Linked DNA regions of Sus scrofa: region 2 is linked to region 1. The links are chromatin contacts, called in public Hi-C maps. All regions are on one chromosome and are shown on one strand. Each heading gives the region's core, a stretch centred on a gene start, on an enhancer-like site or on the middle of the called end of the contact. The rest is flanking DNA. Distances are from core to core; before and after follow the strand shown.

Evidence for each region. A called contact is a pair of places that touch in the nucleus more often than the background predicts.
Region 2: a contact with region 1 is called in a Hi-C map of omental adipose tissue, with 2.8 times the contacts expected there. The contact joins the promoter of SPRY1 here to the enhancer-like site in region 1. A contact is called at or near these places in 2 of 5 promoter capture datasets (fetal skeletal muscle and liver), 16 of 47 Hi-C or Micro-C datasets (alveolar macrophages, embryonic fibroblasts, fetal heart ventricle and 10 more) and 1 of 2 datasets of contacts at active chromatin or transcription factors (skeletal muscle).

The regions. Positions count from the first base shown.
Region 1 is chr8:100,261,544-100,268,268 of Sscrofa11.1, forward strand. No RefSeq gene overlaps it. Among named protein-coding and RNA genes, the nearest start is that of ANKRD50, 480 kb to the left of the region's middle. Within about 2 kb of position 4,753, at least 4 of the 83 cell types and tissues checked have an H3K27ac peak or open chromatin away from gene starts, as enhancers often do. A contact at or near this core is called in omental adipose tissue and subcutaneous adipose tissue, where this site is marked.
Region 2 is chr8:100,855,858-100,862,487 of Sscrofa11.1, forward strand. It overlaps SPRY1 (sprouty RTK signaling antagonist 1), which reads right to left and starts at 5,300. Exons shown (of 3, transcript NM_001267835.1): 1 at 4,901-5,300; 2 at 3,873-4,059; 3 at 838-3,074. The coding sequence starts at 3,019. The coding sequence ends at 2,060.

The DNA of each region.
Region 1 (6,725 bases), core at 3,503-6,002:
CAGCTTAAATCGATTTATTTGTACAAGTGAAGGCATTACATATAAGAGCCATTTCCTTTTTATGCATAAGTGTTTTGGGTATTTAAGAAATGTTCATATTTTAAAGTCTTGGCTATTTTAGGTAAGGAAAAAAATCTTCTGCACAGATTACAGAAGATACTTCAAATGCTTAATTTCACAAATAATAAGAAAAAATAAATTACAGCAATTAAAATCTGTTTAACTTAAAAAATGACCCCCAAATTAATGGGAAAATACCAAATGTTAATATTAGGTAAAAGTATATCACATTTTTCTGAGATGGAAAATAAGTATTGACATTTGGTGACATCTAGTAAAAAAAAAAAAAGTGAATTCATGTGGACCTAATAATTTACTTCTAGGATTCACCTTAGGGAAACATCCATTTGTTCAAGGAAATATGTATAATATATTATGATGAAGAAGGTAGTTTAATGTAAAACTTAATTATTGAAAGACTGGCTAATTCTGTACCACAGAATATTAAGCAATGCTGGAAAGTTTTTTTAAAAAAACAACATTTAAATAATTAAAATGAAATTCCATTAGATACACAGAGTAAAATAGTATTTTTTTATTTCCAAAATTAAAATGTTGGTTTGAGTCATATGAAATTGGTAATATTTAGTTATTTTCAAGCTACAATCTACAAGTTTCATATGGTTCAGTATATTCATAGGAATAAAGAGAAAGTAGACTAGTTTTTTTTCCATGACCTAAGATTAGATTAGTGATATGAGGGGATTTCTAGTTTTTAAATATTTAATTTTTTAAATTTTTTAAATATTTAAATATATTTTGCAAGGAGAATGTATTCATGTAAAATTATTAAGTAAGTATTTTATTTTCCCTCAAATTTTAATCTTTTAGGTCTTCATTTACATTTACATGTATTGTATTATGTATTTTAAAGTTGCTGTATATATCCATATATGTATAGCTATATGTGTGTATATATACAGATGTAGATCAGTGTAAACACACTCGGTGTGTATATGCATGTGTAGATGTGTATATATACATATATATACATATATGTATAGCTGTATGTGTGTATAATACATTTGTAGATGTGTATACTTATATATATGTATGAAATATTGACATTCCTATTAGTAGATGTTAACCAAAGTCAACTTGTCCCTCAATAAATAAAATATGTTGGATAAGAGTAGCCTGAAGTCCTTTTCTAAATCCTGTTGAAAAACCACCTCTCTCCCCAAGACATACTATGCAAATGTAAAAGGCTGAGTTCACATGCTAACTGTAACTCAGATCTTCTTATACTAAACTATTTTAGTTATTTCTGAACAGACTTTTTTAAAAGCGAGGAGTGGACTTTTCCCTTTCCATTTTTATTTACACAGCAATATCAACAATAAAATGGAACTTTGTAGATGTTTCTGGTGATTTAGAAAAGTAGAAGGGTTTGCGTCACAGCATATAATTATGTTTAAAGTGCATACCATGGATTCCTTTTCTTTTAAGTTTCCGGTTTTATTTCTGTCCACTTGGGCTCTGACCTGCCTACTTGTTTTGTACTCATCCTTCCTACCACGCTTTCTGGATTATCACTAGGAATCACAATTACCTATCTCTCTGTTAGACACAGAGAAAGAACCCATTTAATAGAATCCTACTCTCCCTGGCAAATGCATCTTGTGTTCCCCACCTGGTCTATTATGGCTCCTTTCTCATTCCTGGGTGTCTGTTAGTACCCATCCAATTTCTTTCTGCTGAGATTTCTGCTCTTTTCCCCATAGCCCTATTGAACAGGACCCCAAATGTCCCTTCTATCTTTCATAGCTCACTATTGCATATAGGAAACATTTGTGTCCTTTGCCCAATAAAACTTGAATAAATTTTGGACATATAGCTTTCCCCTGCATCTAGGCTTCCCCACACAAACAATTGCCGGCCTTTGGATTGCTGTCAAGATTTCCTGAATGAGATGCATTCAGAGTTCTCTATATCTCACTCACAAGTCTTCCTTTTTTCCATCCTCTGGACTTGCTTATATTTTCTAGTAGATAAAGAGAGTCAGTAGTTAGGATTTGGCTATTTCCTTCAAAACTAATGACTTCTCTGCCTAGAAAGTCATTATACCTCCTTTCCCCAACCAAAATAATTCTATATCTTCTATAATCTTGAGCAAAGGATGTCATTTTTAAATGAAATTTTAATAACATTAACAATGCCATTTTATTAATGGTATTCCCTGTTATCTCACACTTTCTATTATTTCTATCCTTTCTTAGCAAAGAAATGTTGAAAATGTGATTTGTTGTAATAAGTGAGCCAATCAGACCTATGACAAAATGGAATATGCCATGGTGAGAACTGGTTGTTTAGAATAGAAACTATCATGAGATTTATCTTTGTAAAATTCCTACCAATTATGCAAAGTGCTTCAAATGTTAGTAGAAAGAGAATAGAGAATCTATAAAGTCAATTCCAGGTGTAGAGAAGAGGTAAACAAGAAAAGAAAAGCAATATAGCTTTTAGAGTTCAGTACCAAAGTCACTAGTCATCAATTATTGAAAGACAATTTCAAAAGTTGGTTCCTTAGTCGCACTATCAAGTACTCAGTCAGTGCATGTTTCTAGTAACTACTGCATTGGAAAGAGCAGGGTATAACATTTTAATCATCTCAGAAAGACCCTATAGTAGGCAATGATTTCTTTATTAAGACACAGAATGTGTTAACAATAAAGGAAAAATTATATACATATTATAAGTTAAAATTAGAAACTTCTGTTCATATACTTTACCATAGTGAAATTATAATAGTGAAGAGTATTTGAGGACTATGAAGTTATAAAACCATCATTTTATAGAGGGACATAGCTAATCTAATGTGATTAGAGGTATTTTACATAAATTAATTTACTATTCTCTCATTTAAGGGTAGAGAGCTGTAGATTCAGGTTCAGTTCTCTTTTCAACGTTTCTTGAAATTTTACTAGTACTAGTATAGATAATACAGACAGTGTATGTTACATTATCAAGTTATCCAATCAATTAATAAATTTAAGTATTTATTAATTTAGAATAATCATTGTACAGGCCCTACATCTTTTCTTCCCCAAGTTTATACCATCTTATTAAAGTAGCATTACCATTCATTTCATCTAGTTGCTAAGTTAAAAATCTGATAGTCATCCATGATATTTCTTTGTCTCACATGTACACATTTCATTTCTGGGTGTTCTAAAGGATACCACCCACATTCACTACAAGATTTATCTATCAATTTAAAAAAAATGGAAGTAATAATCCAAGTTAAGTGTTCAGTCAAATTTGGTTTTCCTTCAGCATTCTCTTGATAGGCCTGTAGTGAAAAATAAGAGAAGATGGTCAGAGCCAATATTGCAAATATTTGAAAGTTGAAGTTGTGCCATATTGCTTTTACCATGCTAGATCTTTTACCACTCTCTTGAAAGTAAGTTTATTATATGCTCAAAGAGGTTGCCCAGATGCCTGCCCTGCTTGATGTTTAGCAGTACAGAAGGGCTGAGGTGAATAAAACTCACATCTCAAGGGGGAGCACCTCAGAGAAAAGACTTGAAGCAATAAGTGTGCAGAAGCTCGTTACTCTGGGATAAAATGAGAGGAGAGAGGCACTCTCTGATGGAACATCAGAAAGAGGGACTGGGTGCACCTCCATGTGAAGGAGTGTGGCACAGCTTTCTGAGGCTGGGAGAGAGCACCAGGTTACCTCAGGATATTACTGCAGCTGGTTCTGAGCTGGTTTCCATCACCACTAAAGATCTGATGTCACTGTTTGGCCTCAGGACAAAATTCTTTGAGTCTTGAGGTTTTGCCATCATTTCTTTTAAGTAGTAGCTATAGCAGTTTAATCATCATCTGATCTTCGCTTAATATCATCTTTGTTAATACCAATAATAATAGTAAGAGAAGACAGTATCTATTGTTTACTGTATGCCAGGCTCTGTTTTAAATACTTCACATACATTGAATAGCCCCTTCTCCCAACTCTAGGAAGTATATACAGTCGGCCCTTCAAATCTATGGTTTCTTTATCCTCTGATTCGACCAACCTCAAGGTGAAAATATTTTTTAGAAATTTTTTCCCAAAAATTCCAAAAAGCAACTATCTACATTGTGTTTACAAGTGTTTACATAGCATTATATTGTATTAAGTGTTATAAATAATCTAGAGATGATTTAAAGTACTTAGGAGGATGCCTAGGTTGTCTTCTATTATTATGCCATTTTATATAAAGGACTTGATTTTTAAGTACCTGAGGGATTCCTGGAGCCAATCTCTCATAGATACCAAGGGACGATTCTACTATAATTGTCCTATTTTATAGATACTAAAACTGAATCATAAAGTTAAGTAATTTGCCCAAAATTACACAATCAGTAAGTGGTGGAGTTTAGGGTAGAAGCCAGGCATCTGACTTCAGAATCTGAGGTCTTAATCATTTACAAGGGTTTAAATGTAAACGAGAGGTCAGGCAGGCGATAATAGGAATGTAAATTGGGCTGGCTAATTCTAAAGTAGGAAGTTGTGGAAATCTCTGGCAAATTGGAAGGGTTTGGGCAACTCTAACAAATCATATTAGCTGTTGGAATATATTTATGAAAGTGAAAACAATCTCAAGGGCTTACACTTTTTCTAAGCTGCTTAGTTACAGATAGGAATTTCAACTTCTCTTGTCCAAGTTTCCTAAAAACTTTAGTCCCTCCTCTTACTTCTAAACTGCATGAAGTTCTGAACTCCTCTGAAGACTGGTGAAAGGTTTCTGCAAACTCTGAAGTTCGTGGATTTAGTCTGAACCATATTCTAACTCCTTTACATGTACTAAGATCTCTCTTTTAAGCTTTAGGAATTTTCTTTTTTAAAAATTCTTAAATCTCACTATAATATATCCAGCATAGTTTGATTTTTTTCCCCCCTTATCATCCTTCTTTGGCATATATGGACTTTCAGTTTGAGATCATTAATTCTGAGGAATGTTTCTCAAGTGTTTCCTCAAATATTTCCTCCTCTCAATTTTTATCTTACTTTCCAAGAATATTATTTAGGATGTTTCATTTATGTTTCTTTCCAACATGGAACTTAATTCTTTAAGTCCACTATGTATTTATCCTTTTCTAATTCCTTCTGGAATGTTTCTTAAACCAAACTTCCAATTTGGTACTTGACGGATTATTTATGTACATAACCTATTATATTCTTTATTTAATCTGCTATACCTTTACACACAATATTTCTGATTGGTTCTTCTTATATTTTCTTATCCTTGTGGCATATTTTAAACAACTTCTCTTATCTCTTCTAGTTATTTTGCTGAATTGCAGTACTTGGTTATTTATTCTACTTTCTCGGCTTTCATTAGAGTATGAATTCCAATTTATATGTAGTTTTGATACGGTTGTGCTAAGTGTTTCTCTTTTTGTCTTTTTTCCACTTTCTGTGTGTGCCTGTGATATATTACCTCGGGTTTCTTGGATAATCTAACTGGAAATGCATGCAGGGGAAAGGAGGTGAATCCTGTAGTCCTCACTCATTAAGCATTTTGGTAGAAATTGAAATCTCTCTTCTACTCTTTCTGTACTGTGTTCCAGATAGAATAGAGATCATGTGCTCTGACCACAAAATAATAAATGGAATTAATAAAAAAATAAATAAAATTAACTTAGATTGGGAAAATTTTAAAAATTGCCAAGTAACTAATGAGCTAGAAATATTTCAAAACAAAAACTTGTAAAAGTTAGAAGTATAAGATAGTAAAATACATCTCAAAATGTATATGGCTGCATAAACTGTGCTTCAGGGCACATTATTCTTTTAAATGTGTATGTTAGAAAGTCAGAAATGCTGTAAATTAATGACCTAAGTGCCAATTTATGAATATAGAAAATGACTGATGAAATATCTTAGTATAAAGAGAAAGAAAATCAAAACAATAGCAGAAATTATAATATAGAAGGCAAAATGCAATTGAGTATCCAAAAATGTAGAGGTGACATAATCAAGATTGCAGAGTAAGAAGCACCAGAGCACCCCTTTCCTCCATCAGAGAAGTGAATTCAACAGTACATGGGCCAATTTCTCAACAAATGTAGAGCTATCAGTTTTGAAAATGTATTTAGAATGGACAAATACTTTGAGAGATGTAACTTAGCAAATCAGAATTAAGAAGAAATTAAAAGCCTGAATAATCCTGGAACTAGTAAAGAATTGAAGTAATATGCAAACAAAAATATTCCCAAAGTAAAACTTTAGGCACAGGTATTCTCATTATTTTATTAAACCTTCAAAGTTAGTTGTTTTATTAAACTTTCAATTGTCATATGTAACAATTAGGCCTTTTAATTTGTAGGAGCATCATATAGTAAAGAAAATTAGAGATAGGCCTTTGTTTAAAGTCATTAGATTTTTGTTGCAATATTTGATATTTTTTTGCTAATCTGCTTATTAGTTTCATTCTCTCTTGTTTGACTATTTGTACAAAGTCTAATCTCATGTGCTTTTGTTTTGCCATGGATTGTCTTATGTTAAACATAGAAGAGAGTGCTTCATAGGCAAGCTAGGAAAAAATACTAGCAGATCATTAATCATTTTTTCCAAAAAAAAAAAAAAATCAGGGCTAATACTACAAAACAACCTCTGTGTGTGTATATAAGTATGTTTATTTTTTATTTTTTTTAAATTTAAGCATAATTGATTA
Region 2 (6,630 bases), core at 4,050-6,549, 590 kb after region 1:
AAAACGCTGGATAAGAGTTTTGATAGCCCTAAATCCTGGGTTCAAATTATGTCAACATCCTTATTCTCAAGTGCGGATTACTCAGAGTTGATATACCAGTTAGGCATATGGAAAAGTTAGTGAAAATGAGTCTGAAGAGTCACATGAACAAAATTTTATCAGACCCAAAGATTCTAATTATGTTGTGACTTCAGCAGACTAAAAACTAAACAGAATTACTTTTTCTATATAAAGTTGCAGGCCCTCAGATTTCTTATTCCATAAGACATGACAAAATGTTACTTGATCAGGTCACATTAAAGACATTAAAGGAAATAAAAGGTAAGGATTGAAATGTTTTTAAAATATCTTTGGTAATGTTAACTTCCCTGGTGCATTCTTAACTTTTAGAATGTTTTATTAAAGTGACAGTACCAGAGACTCCTAGCACACCTATAGAACTAAGTTCTTTGTTTTGCTGATAAGAAGTAATTTCTGACTAATCTAAGAGAGTCAGAAAAAAACATTTTAAAAAACTTACAGATTTGTCCCATTCCAAGAAACTAGGACATACACAAAATCCTTTGCTTACAAAATACCCAAAGTAGGGAGAAATTGTTAATATTAATTATAAATTTTTTTTTCACTTTGTAAAGTGATTTCCTAGGGCATTTGTTGAAACATAATTTGGATTACAAAATACTGATTAATGCATTTTCCAGGGAACATCTAGTTCAAAATTTGAGTTTTTCCTACATCTAGATTCAGTATAAGAGAAAAAAAATGAGTATACATGAAGAGTCAAAGCAAATGACCAAAAATCACAATAGTACAGGCTAATAAATGAAGAAATCGAGAGACAGTTTCATTAATTAATATATTTTCTGCATTATAGTTAACATATGTACTTTCTTCGTGTCACCTTATTTTCCGTTACGTATTGATATTTTGTTATATTCAGACATGAGTACATTTCAACAGTCTTTTGCAATAAATATCATAAAATAATAGAGATTCGCATAATAAATATTCTTTACAATAAAAAAGTTTAACAGACTTTTGTCTTAAAAATAGTCAGAATTCAACTTTGTGATTTATACATAAAATATACAAAAGCACCACAATTTGTGGTTAAGGCAATGAAAACACAGGAAAGTTAGAATTACTTAGCTGTTAACTAACCAAGGGGCCAAAAAGCATTAAGGAGCCAAGATCACTTTAGGCAGCATAGTTCTGTGACACCTATAGATTGATCAGCTATAAATACCAACTTCAGTTATCCAAGTGCCCTCAATGATGAGAAATTTGGTGAAATAGCGTGGGGTACAAAAGGAAGGGAGTTGAGTCCTTCACAAATATGAAAGCTTGAAAAGGGATGAGCAAGATATTACCAATATACCTCCAATGTGAAGATTTACATTGTAAAGCAAATCTAAAATTACACTGGGAAAAAAAAAACCAGAACAAAACCCTGGCATCTCTAGATGCAGAAAATGCCAGCACTGAGGGGAGAGCATGTTGAGGGGCAAGAAGGAGAGGGCAGTGATTAAAGGAGAATTTTACTGTTATAACACATCCCCCATGCTACGTAAGAGTCCAATGCTATGAAGATAGCCCTAACTGAAGAGATTTAATACATAGCTTATTTAAGCAATTCAACGGCTGCTTCTTTAAAAACCAATTTCCCTGCTCCCAGAGTACCCAATCAAGAACAGCTCTAAATCACTGTAGCCTGTGTGTGTGTGTGTGTGTGTGTGTGTGTGTTCACATGCACAACTTTGGAAAGTTGCTTGAAGAACAAAAAGGCTACACAGAAGCCCACTGGCTTTCAATACCCTCTCAAGTGGATGGCAGAGGCTCTTGTCATAAGGCGGAGCCAGGTGCAGTTTCACAGTTCACTCTTACTGAAGATCATCCATTAGAGAATAAAATCCATGAGTCAAACCTTGGGAAGAGGGGTAGAGAAGGTGGAAAACAGGGAAGAATGGTAAAGAAAACAAAACCAGTATCTAATAGGATCTTTTTAAACAGCCACAGCTTGAAATTGAGCAGTTCAGGAGGTTCAACCCACCTCCAGGAATCATGATGGTTTACCCTGACCCCGGGAGGGGCAGCTCTCCAGCTTACAATAGACAGTGTTGGAGTTCTTACATCGGCACCCTGGGCGATGGATCCAGTCATAACACCCCCTGCACAGCTTCAGGCATCCCTTAGCAGGAGGATAACAGAGTAAGCAAGGTAAAAACAGAGACATGGCTCCCATACACAGGTACCTAGAGCAGCAGTGTGACTGTGAACAGGAGCAAGGATTATCCGAGTAAGAATCCCCTTCATCGTCATTGGAGCAGTGGTAGAAGATGCCCTTGACTAAGCACATGCAGGTGCCATATTCCACCATGCTCTCAGCAGAGCAAAGGCACTGATGGTTACAGGCCAAACAGGATGGCAGGGTCCTGGGAGCTGTGCATTCTCCACACTTGCACTTCCCACACTGTTCGCAAATGAACTTGTGCTGTGTCAGGTCCTCTTTCAAGGTACCCTTTAAGTCATCCACAATCAGCTGCTTGGGCTGGGTCCGGATTGCCCTTTCAGACCTATGACCAGGAACTGGTCTGGTTGGTGGTGACCTCCCTAATAGCCCCTGCTCGGAAGAGGCACTGCTGTTGCTCCCAGAACTGGCTGCACTTCCGGTGCTGGTTGATCTGCTCAATATGGGGCCTCTGGCATTATTTGAGAGTCCTGCATGGCCCAGGTGGCTGGTAGGTCTATGCTCGTAGTTATTATTCACATTAATTGGTATGATTTCGTGAGTCCTTTCATGCTTTTCTTGTCTTGGTGCTGTCCGAGGAGCAGGTCTTTTCACCACTGACGGCCCTTCTGTGTATTCATTGCTGCCTCTGATGGCCTTGATTTGGTCTAAGGACAAAATAGCAGCAGGCTGAATCTCCCTCTCATAGTCTAGCCTCTGACGGCTATCCAAAGCAGGCTGCTGGATCACAACTAATGAACTGCCACTGCCATGTTGATTTTGGGGATCCATGTGTAGTGCTCTTCAATTCTGCCAATCAGTGGAAACCTGGCATGCATCTGAAATCCTAAAAGGAAATCAAGGATGGAAAAAAAAAAGAGAGAGAGAGAAAAATAAATGACAAGAAGCATTTGGGGGAAGTGGGGGAGGCGAGAAATCCCATCAAGTCACAAATTGCCTAAACCACCTGGTAATGATCTCCCTCATCAGCGGATTACAATGATGCTGGGGTCCTGGCCAGAGTCCAATTCCAAGAGAGACTAAGGACCACATCATAGAAGAAGAATGTAAGCAAGAGACCCCACGCCATAAGAATTAGGAGTTTTTTTCAACTTTTAAAAAGCAGAATCAAGAAGTAATATCTTCCTGTTTGTGAATCTAACAAACAATTAAAGTGGAGTACGCCCTTGTGGGGAATACTGAGTATAAGCACTAATAAACAGCTCTCATCTAAAGAAAGCTCAGTAACAGTTCATGGGTGTTTTCCAAAAAGGAAAACATCCACCTTAAAAAAAATTAAGAACGGTTTTGGTGCCATTGCCTTTTGTTATTTGATGTGAACAAGCATTAGATTAATGGTGAAAAATTAGTCAAGGTATACTCCATGCACTAAAAAAAAAATTCAAGAGATTCTAAACTAAAATGAAATCTCGAAATAAAAGGTCATTTACAGCAGAAACCAAAATTTTAAAACTAGCTAATTAATCTACAAATTGCAAAAATGAACATAGACAAATACAGTTCTTGGTGTTTTACAGCCTCTAAACACACAGAAAACTCAATATACAGTTCGGTGAGTGTTAAGAGTATTCACAATTGAAATCATGAAAAGATTTTTTGTAAGTTTAAATAAGGGCTCACTCACCTAACGAGATAACTTTCATGCACAAATAAGTGTTAGGCCTTTAAAGTAGTATTGGGAAATCCTGGCCATTTTAATTATCTGTATTTCCTCTAATTTAAAAATCTGTATTTATGTGCCAGATCTTGATTTTCAAAAGCACTGCCAACTCCGAATCAATGTGCTTCTTGTAATAAAGTACAGTGATATCCTGATGAAAATAAGCATTTGCGTTTCTATACCAAGAGTAAATTATTTCTCACTTATAATGTATTCTCCATAAAACAAACTATCGAACTTAAAAACATTTCTGTTTTCAAGGTTGTAAATTAGATTATTTTCATACAAATTCCTCCCAAAGTCTACAGATCTGATCCAATTCAAGAAAGAAAAGAAAAAAAAAATCCATTCTCCACTTCTACCTTGAGCCAAACACATCAGCTTAAGGAATAAATCGGAAAGAAGACCATTTCATCTATCAACTTCACTGAGTGTCGCTGGACTAAGTCTTACACGTTAACTTCTTGCAGTTCCCCTCCCTCATTCTCCCAAAGCAGATCTTCACGTTTCCACTTTCTTATACCTTCTCTGAACTTAAGGAGAAACACATTCACAACCTGCTGGGTTTAGTCCTGGATTTCTTAAGGGCTGTTCAAAATACTCCATGGTTATTCTGCACAATATCATTCTGCCTCGCAAAAAACTTTTTAACCCACTATTTTTAAAACAAAAATAATCTAAAAGTACTAAGTCAGACTCCAAGCGAAAAAAAAAACACACAAAAAAACCCACATAAAAACCCGTGGATCTGAAGGTAGAAAAAAACACCAGGCACAACCGAATCTGAGTTTTAAATGCTAGTTGTAACGAAGATCATCCTGGGCGGTAAAGGAGACTACCAGATAAAAGGAGAAAGCAAAGAGAAAGAGCCACCTCTGATCTGAAGTAAAGCCCCTTTTCAAGCAGTGACAGTCCTCCATCTAGTTCCAAACACGGTCACAGGTTCTCGATCGCCTGTTTGCCCCAAGAAACCCCAAATCCAAGTCGAATACCTTTTCGGCCAATCCCATCACATCCTAAGGATCACCGCGGATTTCCAAAACCTTTTGGCGTATCCCACCAAAGATGCTTACAAATCAGGAAGAGCCTTCAGAGAGAACGTGGCCGGCGGAAAGCAAGCCCCGCGGCAGGGAGGGTTATAAATAAATATCTGTCTACACTTTAACGGAAAAGCCGGATTCCTAAAGAGCCGGAGCCTGCAGAGCGGCGTCGCCACATTGCCAGTTACCGCGGCAGAGCTGCGCCCTCTGCGATCCGCGCGGAGAGCAGCGCGGAATAAATAGTTGACGGAGAGGAAGGAAAAGGAAAAAGTTATGAATGAAAACAAGTTTTCTCTTTTGCTCCCTCTCTCTCTCGGGCAGGAGGAGGGGAGGAGGCTGAGGTTACCATTACCTCAGGAGGGCGGACTTCCCCGCTTTTAAAGTGGCAGTGCCCTCACCCCTCCCCTTGCCGCTCCACTGCTCTCACTACAGGGAATAAAGTGGCAGCTCGCTCGGGCGCACACCGACTCAGCCCAGGGGTCACCAGAGAAGTCGGGGTGTGCTGCGGCACACGCCCGTTTCGGGGCCCCCGGCCCCCAGGACCCGCCGAGCAGCTCCGCCCCGCCCCCGCCGGACCCTCCAAAAGCCTACTTGAAAGCGTCTTTAGCGTGGAGGGTGCTTCTGCGAGGACACCTCGGGTCATGGCGCCACCGCTGCAGGCGACTGGGGACGGGGAACCCCGCCTGGCGGTCTAGCGCGGCGGAAGGTTGCCCGCGGGATTGCCCAGCCTCGAGCGCCCGGGCGGGAGGGGCCGCGCCGCACGCGGGGGGCGCCCCCTCTCCCCCCTCCCTTCCCTGCGCCGGCCCGGCCCCCGCGCAGCTCCCCAGAAAGGCACCTGCCGCCCAGCCCGCCCAGCCAGCAGCCTCCCGCCCCTGCGACCTAGGCCGCCTAGTGCTGCCGCCCCGCACTCACCTAGGCCGAAGCGGGGGCGGGGGTCCAAGCTTTGCAACCCGGCGGGGGTCCTGGTGCGGATGGCGACGCACCAAGCGCCGCATCAACCGTGGCGAAGAGGACGGAGAGGCATGGCCTGAGCTGCGGCCGGTCGACCCGCAGCCTCCTCCGCCCCCGCCGCCGGGCAGGAGCGCTCCCCGCGGCCCCCTTCCGGCTGCGGGGAACAATCCTCCAGGGACTCCGCGCGGCCGGGTGCAGATCTTTCACGGCTCGCGTGCGCCGCGCAGCTCAGTAACATCCACCTCCCAGGCTCTTCTCGTCCTGCTTCCTTCCAAGAGCCAGAAAAAAATTTCCTTCGGGGGGCTCTCCGAGTCTCTCTTGATAGCGATCTAGGGAGCGGTAGGAGAAGAGTGCGTGACCTCCCCGCCGACCCGCCGCTGAGCAAGAACGAGGGTGCTTCTCGGGGTCCAGTCGCTCCTTCGCGGGAAGGGCGGGAGTGGCGGCTTCTGACGCGTGAAAATCCACGTCACGGACGCTCGAGACTCCGCGGCGCCTGAGACAGGGCTCGAACCGGCAGCCACAGGCGGGTCACAGAGCCGTGCAGGGCCCGGGAACACAAGCCGGCGAGGCCAAGCCGCCGCTCCCCGTGGGTGGGATTTTTTTTTTTTTAACCCGCTTTTTTAGGGGTGGCAGCGAAGGGAGCGAAGTTTGGGGGTCCTCCTCGCGAGAGGAGATGGGGCGTCGTCCCTTGGCCCCCAAGCAGGTTCAGGCAGTTTCCGGATCCCGCACGC